Regions from separate parts of the Macaca mulatta genome. Here region 2 is linked to region 1. Evidence: chromatin contacts called from public Hi-C data. All regions are on one chromosome and are shown on one strand. Each heading gives the region's core, a stretch centred on a gene start, on an enhancer-like site or on the middle of the called end of the contact. The rest is flanking DNA. Distances are from core to core; before and after follow the strand shown.

Evidence for each region. A called contact is a pair of places that touch in the nucleus more often than the background predicts.
Region 2: a Hi-C map of liver shows a contact between it and region 1, with 4 times the contacts expected there. The contact joins the promoter of LOC106993596 here to the promoter of ST6GALNAC4 in region 1.

The regions. Positions count from the first base shown.
Region 1 is chr15:19,779,765-19,782,981 of T2T-MMU8v2.0, forward strand. ST6GALNAC4 (ST6 N-acetylgalactosaminide alpha-2,6-sialyltransferase 4) reads left to right here and starts at 1,448. Exons shown (of 5, transcript XM_077967889.1): 1 at 1,448-1,656.
Region 2 is chr15:19,888,481-19,891,697 of T2T-MMU8v2.0, forward strand. It overlaps LOC106993596, which reads right to left and starts at 1,776. Exons shown (of 3, transcript XM_015116774.3): 1 at 1,262-1,776; 2 at 1,165-1,260; 3 at 1,002-1,163. The coding sequence starts at 1,627. The coding sequence ends at 1,050. ENG (endoglin) reads left to right here. Exons shown (of 16, transcript XR_013405449.1): 13 at 1-8; 14 at 1,013-1,067; 15 at 2,153-2,263; 16 at 2,388-3,185.

The DNA of each region.
Region 1 (3,217 bases), core at 198-2,697:
CACTACAGCAGCCCTCCTCCCAGCCCCTGGACAGGCACTGAGTCCTACAGCACCAGGCCCAGGGGTGATATGGCTTTGAACCTAGAGCAGGGTAGATTGGGAAGGTTGCTGAGCTGGGGACAGATACCCTGGCATCTAGCCCAGGCCTGAGCCTCTGAGAAAAAGGAAAAAGGAGTTTGAAATGGAGACCAGGGAAGGAGCCCAAGCTGGTTCCCAGGCCAGCGCCCTGCAGAGGAGGTGGGTGTGGCGGGGATGGGGAGAAGATCTTTCTGGCCAATGCAACATTTTGCAAAAAAAAAAAAAAAATCATAAACAAGGGCCGGGCGTGGTGGCTTACGCCTGTAATCCTAGCACTTTGGGAGGCTGAGGCAGGCAGGTCACTTGAGGTCAGGAGTTCGATACCAGCCTAGCCAACATGGTGAAACCCTGTCTCTACTAAAAATACAAAAGTTAGCTGGAAATTGCTTGAACCCGGGAGGCGGAGGTTGCAATGAGCCAAGACGGTGCCACTGTACTCCAGCCTGGGCAACAGAGATTCTGTCTCAAAAAAAAAAACAAAAAAACTTAGACGGGAAGTGTGCCCTCTCACTTCCCCATAGGCCCACCCCTGCTACCGTCCCAGTGCTTTCTGCCACCAGCCTGGCGCCTGAAGGCAGTTGCCTCTGAGATCCCAAGGGACCCCAATAGGACACACTGCGGCATCTGCCCAGGGCCTGGGCTAACTTGACTTGGATTTGGAGGACATTCCAGCGAGGGAGCCTTTGAGAGGTAAGAGTAGGTGGTCACAGCCCCTGGTCTGGAGTGAAACTGCCTGGGTTCGAATCTTGGCTGTGACAGGAGCCGCTTCTGCACGTGGGTCTCAGAGGAGAAAAACAGGCTCAGGTGAATGTCACACTGACATAATCATAATAAAATAATCATATTGAAAATAACTTATGTATTCGTTGTTTATCTGAATTTCCAGTGTCACTGGGCATTCTCTATCTTACTTGATAAATCCAGCAACCCTACCAGTTGAAACGTGGACTGCCTGACCGGAAGCCCCGCTTAATTTCCCTGCCCAACCACCATTTCAGAAATGGAGACACTCAAGTCCGGACAGCCAGGCCGCCACTGCCCGGTGGCCCCCGACACACTCTAGGTCTCTTTCCCCTGCGGCCCGACAGCCTCGCCCAGGCAGGAGCCTGCTGGAAATGCGGAGGACAGAAAAGGGAGATGCTGGTACTCAGACTCCGCCCCGGCTCTGAAGCCCCGCCCCCGGCCCTGAGGCCCCGCCCCTAGCTGGAGGCCTCGCCGCCAGCCATTCACGTCCCGCCCCGTCCCGGCCGCGCAGAGCCCTCCCCAGGTCGCGCAGGCTGCGCTCGTAGGATCCGCCTGCGGCGCGCAGGCCCCGCCCCAGGCGCGCGAGTCTCCGCCCGTCCTTGCCGGCCCCGGCCCCGCCCCCTGCCTCTGGCCGCTCGGATCAGCTTCCAGTCCGGTCGGCCCGGCCCGGGGGCCATGGAGCTCCGAGCAGCGGATCGCGAGCCTCCTGCGAACCCCAGCCTCCACGCCCGGTTAGCACCCGGCCGGGAGATGAGGCAGTGGAATCTGGAAGGGCGGTGAAAATCCCACGTCCTGCCCTTCCCCGGCCTCTCCATTCGTCCCCCGGGTAGAGAGGTAGGATGGATGGGGTGGAATTCCGGGCTTCTGGTTCTCTCTGCCCCAGACCCGATTGGTGACCTTGAGCTGGGGGTGCCCCCTGGCTGCCTCTTGGGTTGGCAGGAGGTCTCGCAAAAGTCGCTGAGTCCTGCTCTTTTAGGATGGGGACATTGCCTTCCGGTGTTTGGAGACGTCAAGGGGTTGGATTCCCGGGCGCCATGTGCTTTCACCCCGGCCTGTACCCTCCCCTGCCTCAGTTTTCCCGATAGCCTAGAACCTCATGTGCCTTATCCCTCCTAGCTCTGAGTTTCTGGGTCTTGGCAGGTGCCCGGCTCCCACCCCTTCCCAGCCCCAGCCCTGGAGACAGCAGCCCCTAGACTACCGAGGGACAGTGACAGCATGAAGGCTCCGGTAAGTGGTGGAAGAAGGAGGACTTCCAGGGAACGCAGAGACCCTGACCAGCGGAGCAGCTCAGCAGCCTCTCCACCCCAGGAGCCACTGCCACTTCTGACCTCCCTGCTGCCGAGCAGAGAAAGGCAGAATGGCCTCAAAGTCCAGCTCTCTGTGTGACCCCAGGCGGGTGGCATCCCCTCTGCGGTGTCCGTACCTTGCTATCCCTGTAAAACGGAGGTAACACTACGAGCTAACCAGGCAAGGCCTACCTGGGACTGGGGGTGTGAAAGTTCAGTTCAGCCGCTCTTGTCTTTACCGCAGAAGCCCCGGGTTGTGAGAGAGAGACAGCTGGCTGTGGGGGGCAGTTCATCTCAACTGCCTGAGTCAAGGTCTCTGGTTCCTCATGGGCAGGGGAGCAGGTGCCAGGCAGAACTACCTCCCCTGCACAGCTGGCCACACAGAAAAGACTTATTTTTAGAAGCTGACGTAGCTTTGCGGGCAGAAAATGGTGGGCCTTGGGCAGGATGCGCCGGGGTGGGTGGGGGTGATGGGGTGGGGGGTGGGGGCGACTTGCCCACTTCTGATTTTCAGAGAGCACCAGCCAAGGGCTCGGTGGCTTCTGAACGGTGGCCTAGGGACTTGTGCCTCGAGTCTAGAAAACTGGAGCCCAGAGAGACACAGGTGGTGACCAGGGTGGACCACTACCCAGTGACTAGCCCACAGTTCTGCTGCCACCAAGCCCCTCCCCTCCTGGGAGGCTTGGTGGTGGTGGAGGCATTCACTAAGTCTGCCAGGAGGGCAGCCCCAGGCTGGGCCTAGCCCGGATGGCTAGAAGAGCTTCCTGGTTCCAACGGCCTTTGGAACATGGTTTCTGGAGGCAGGAGCCTCCAGGCACCAGCTTTTCAATTATTAAAGCCATTTCTTGAATGACATTTGCTCCAATCTCCTTGTGCCACCTGGCCTGCTGATCATCAGACGGCCACTGAGTCAGCTGGGGGTGGGGCGGAGGCAGGGCCACACTAGGCAGCCCTGGTCCTAGGCTGAAGAGGCTGGTGGCCCTTCTGAGGCACCACTTTCCCGTTGTCATGTGCACAGCACTTTACAGTATACAGAACGCTTTCACTGCCCCTCCCGTAAGTTCACACGGTAGGCGTTATCAGTCCCCAGTTTGCAGAGGAGGAAACAG
Region 2 (3,217 bases), core at 526-3,025, 110 kb after region 1:
AAGACCAGGTGAGTGGAGCCTGGGCCGGCCCCAGCTTCAAGTGGGAGCTTCTAGGTCTGTGGTTTGCAGGAAAGGACATGGCAGCCCACAGGGATGTGGGCCAGCTGGTGAGGGGCAGAGCCTTAGGCATGTCACCTGGCAGTCTGGCTGCCAGCAGCACTTTCTGCCACCCGAGAGCTTTCTGGTGGGATTGCCATGTCTTGGGCACTGGCAGACTATGCAGCTGCCAGACTATGCAGCTGCCAGACTATGCAGCTGCAACTGTCCATCTATCCATCATCTATCCTTCCACTTATTCACCCGTCCGTCCATCCATCCATCCACCCTCCCACCCACCTGCCATCCCAGCCAGGCATCCACCATCTTCCCACCATCCCACCATCCCACCCAGGAATCTAGCCACCCACACATCCATGTAGTATGGTCACCAGTGTAATCTCAAAGAACAGGAGACCCGAGGGAAGAGGCAGACAAAGGACACACACTCCTGGCTTTCTGTATTTGCCAGTCACAACACTTCACCATCTGGTGACCCCCACTCTCAGGCAATCTGTCCTGGATACCCCCAGAGTCACCCCCAGGCCCTTACACAGACAAGCCTCCAGGATTACAAACTTCTCTGGTCATATGAAGCTAGGGAAGCCTTCGAGGCTCACCTAAGTGGGCCTCTCCCTCCAGCCACAGTGAGCCTGGGGCTCTGGGCTGACCTGGCTCATAGCTCCAAAGTGTTCACGAGGGTGAGGGATGCATAGTGCTCCCACAGTGCTCCCAGGCATCAAGCCCTCCAGGAACTCACAGGAAACATGTCAGCAGCAGCCAGGGATTGTCCACTAGGCACCCTCCCACAGCACAGATCTTCCAGGACTCACCCAGAGGCATCCAGCTACGAAGCGGTGGAGATGGGATTCTAAGCCAAGGCTCTAGAGTGGGCTGGGGTCACAGAGCCAGGGAGTAAACCTGGAAGCCGCCTCCCAAAGGCTGTGCCACATACTGCTCTCTCTTCCTCCTCCAGGAAGTCCGTAGGACTGTCTTCACGCGCTTGAACGTCATCAGCCCTGACCTGTCTGGTGAGCTCCCTCCAGGTCTCTCGGGTTTGTTCTAGTGGCTGAGGTCACAGTAGGGCACAGCGGGCAGCCCTGAGAAACGGCCTGGGCACATAGCACATAGCACATGGCAAGGGCGATCCCAGAGAAAGCAGCCCAGAAGGGGCAGGAGGAGGGCTTCCCAGAGTCACAGCAGCCTAGAACAGGGGCCAGAGCCTGCACTTTGCAGATGGAGAGCCCTTGCCTGAGACCATCCTGTGGCGTGGGAGTCTAGGCCTCTGCCCCTACTCACGGCTCCACTCCATCCCCACCGTTGCTGGGAGGATGGAGCCTCCTGGGTGGGACAGAGGCCCTTTGGGGTGGGGGTGCTGGCCTTGCCTTCCTTGAGGCCTCTCCCTGCAGGATGCTCCCTCTAGCCTCTCCATCAGTTCACCCCAGGCCCATACTAGGCAGAAGAGTCCCGACACTGGCAGCAGAGGCAGGGGTGAGGGATGGGGGCATCTACCTCTCTGCCACCACATCCAGGTCAGGATGGAGCCTCCACTCCCAGCCCAGGACCAAGAAGGCAGGGCTGATAACCCCATGACACAGAATTGGACATCAGAGGCTCAAGGGAAGACTGCCTGGCCTGTAGTCACACAGGAGTCAGGAATGTGGAGGGAATGAGGCTTGGAGCAATCAAAGAGCAGAGCTGCAGGGTGCTTGGAGCTGCTCTCACCCGTTGTCTACCTGCTAAAGGCTTCGGAGAGGGGCAGGGCTGACCTAAGGTCACGCAGCAGGTGGGGCAGGCTCTGCACGCCTGAGCCTCAGTTTCCTCATATTACCCCATCCATCCTCCCTGAAAACACATCTCCATCAGCCTTGAGGGGCAGAGGCATGACCCAAAAGGCCTGGCTGGGCCCTCTAGGTGGATAATTCTAGCAACCATGGCTCAATGCCAGGCCCGGCTGTGATGAGCCCGTTTGCTACAAGAGGAGACTGAGGTTCAGAGAAGTCAAGGGTCCAAGGGTGAGCAGGGCTGGCACCAAAGCCCACGCAGGCCAGCACAACAGGGTAGGGGATGGGGCAGGGGCAGAGGCGGCAGTGCTGATGGCGCCGGCCCTCTCTAGGTTGCACAAGCAAAGGCCTCGTCCTGCCCGCCGTGCTGGGCATCACCTTTGGTGCCTTCCTCATCGGGGCCCTGCTCACCGCCGCACTCTGGTACATCTACTCGCACACGCGTGAGTACCCCAGGCCCCCACAGTGAGCATGCCGGGCCCCTCCACCCACCCGGGGGAGCCCAGTGAAGCCTCTGAGGGATTGAGGAGCCCTGGCCGGGACCCTGACCTCCGCCCCTGCTCCCAGGTTCCCCCGGCAAGCGGGAGCCCGTGGTGGCAGTGGCTGCCCCGGCCTCCTCAGAGAGCAGCAGCACCAACCACAGCATCGGGAGCACCCAGAGCACCCCCTGCTCCACCAGCAGCATGGCGTAGCCCCGGCCCCCCACGCTTGCCCAGCAGGAGAGACTGAGCAGCCGCCAGCCGGGAGCACCGCTGTGAACTCACCCTGGGAGCCAGTCCTCCACTCGACCCAGGATGGAGCCTGCTCTCCGTGCCCGCCCTTCCCACCTCCCTCTCAGACGCCTGCTGCCAGTGGGGCCAATGCCTTGGAACACCTTGGGGTCCCTCCACCCCACCCCACAGAACCTTCATATCCCAGTGGGTCTGGGATACGGCTGCCCAGGGCCGCGGAGAGAGACCATTTGCCACACTGTTGTAAAACCCCAAGCCCCTGTCATTTGAACCTGGATCCAGCACTGGTGAACTGAGCTGGGCAGGAGGGGAGAACTTGAAGCAGATCCAGGCCAGCCCAGCCAGGCTGACAGCACCTCCCCCCGAGGAACGGAAGAGGGCCCAGCCTAGAGCCACCTGGATCTATCCCTTCGGCCTCCACACCTGGACTTGCCTAACTGGCGGGGGAGACAGGAGCCTAGCAGAGCCCAGCCTGGGAGCCCAGAGGGTGGCAAGAACAGTGGGCGTTGGGAGCCTAGCTCCTGCCACATGGAGCCCCCTCTGCCGGTCGGGCAGCCAGCAGAGGGGGAGTAGCCAAGCTGCTTGTCCTGGGCCCGCCCCTGTGTATTCACCAATAAATCAGACCATGAAACCAGTGATGGGCTGGGCTGGGAGAAGGGCAGTGAC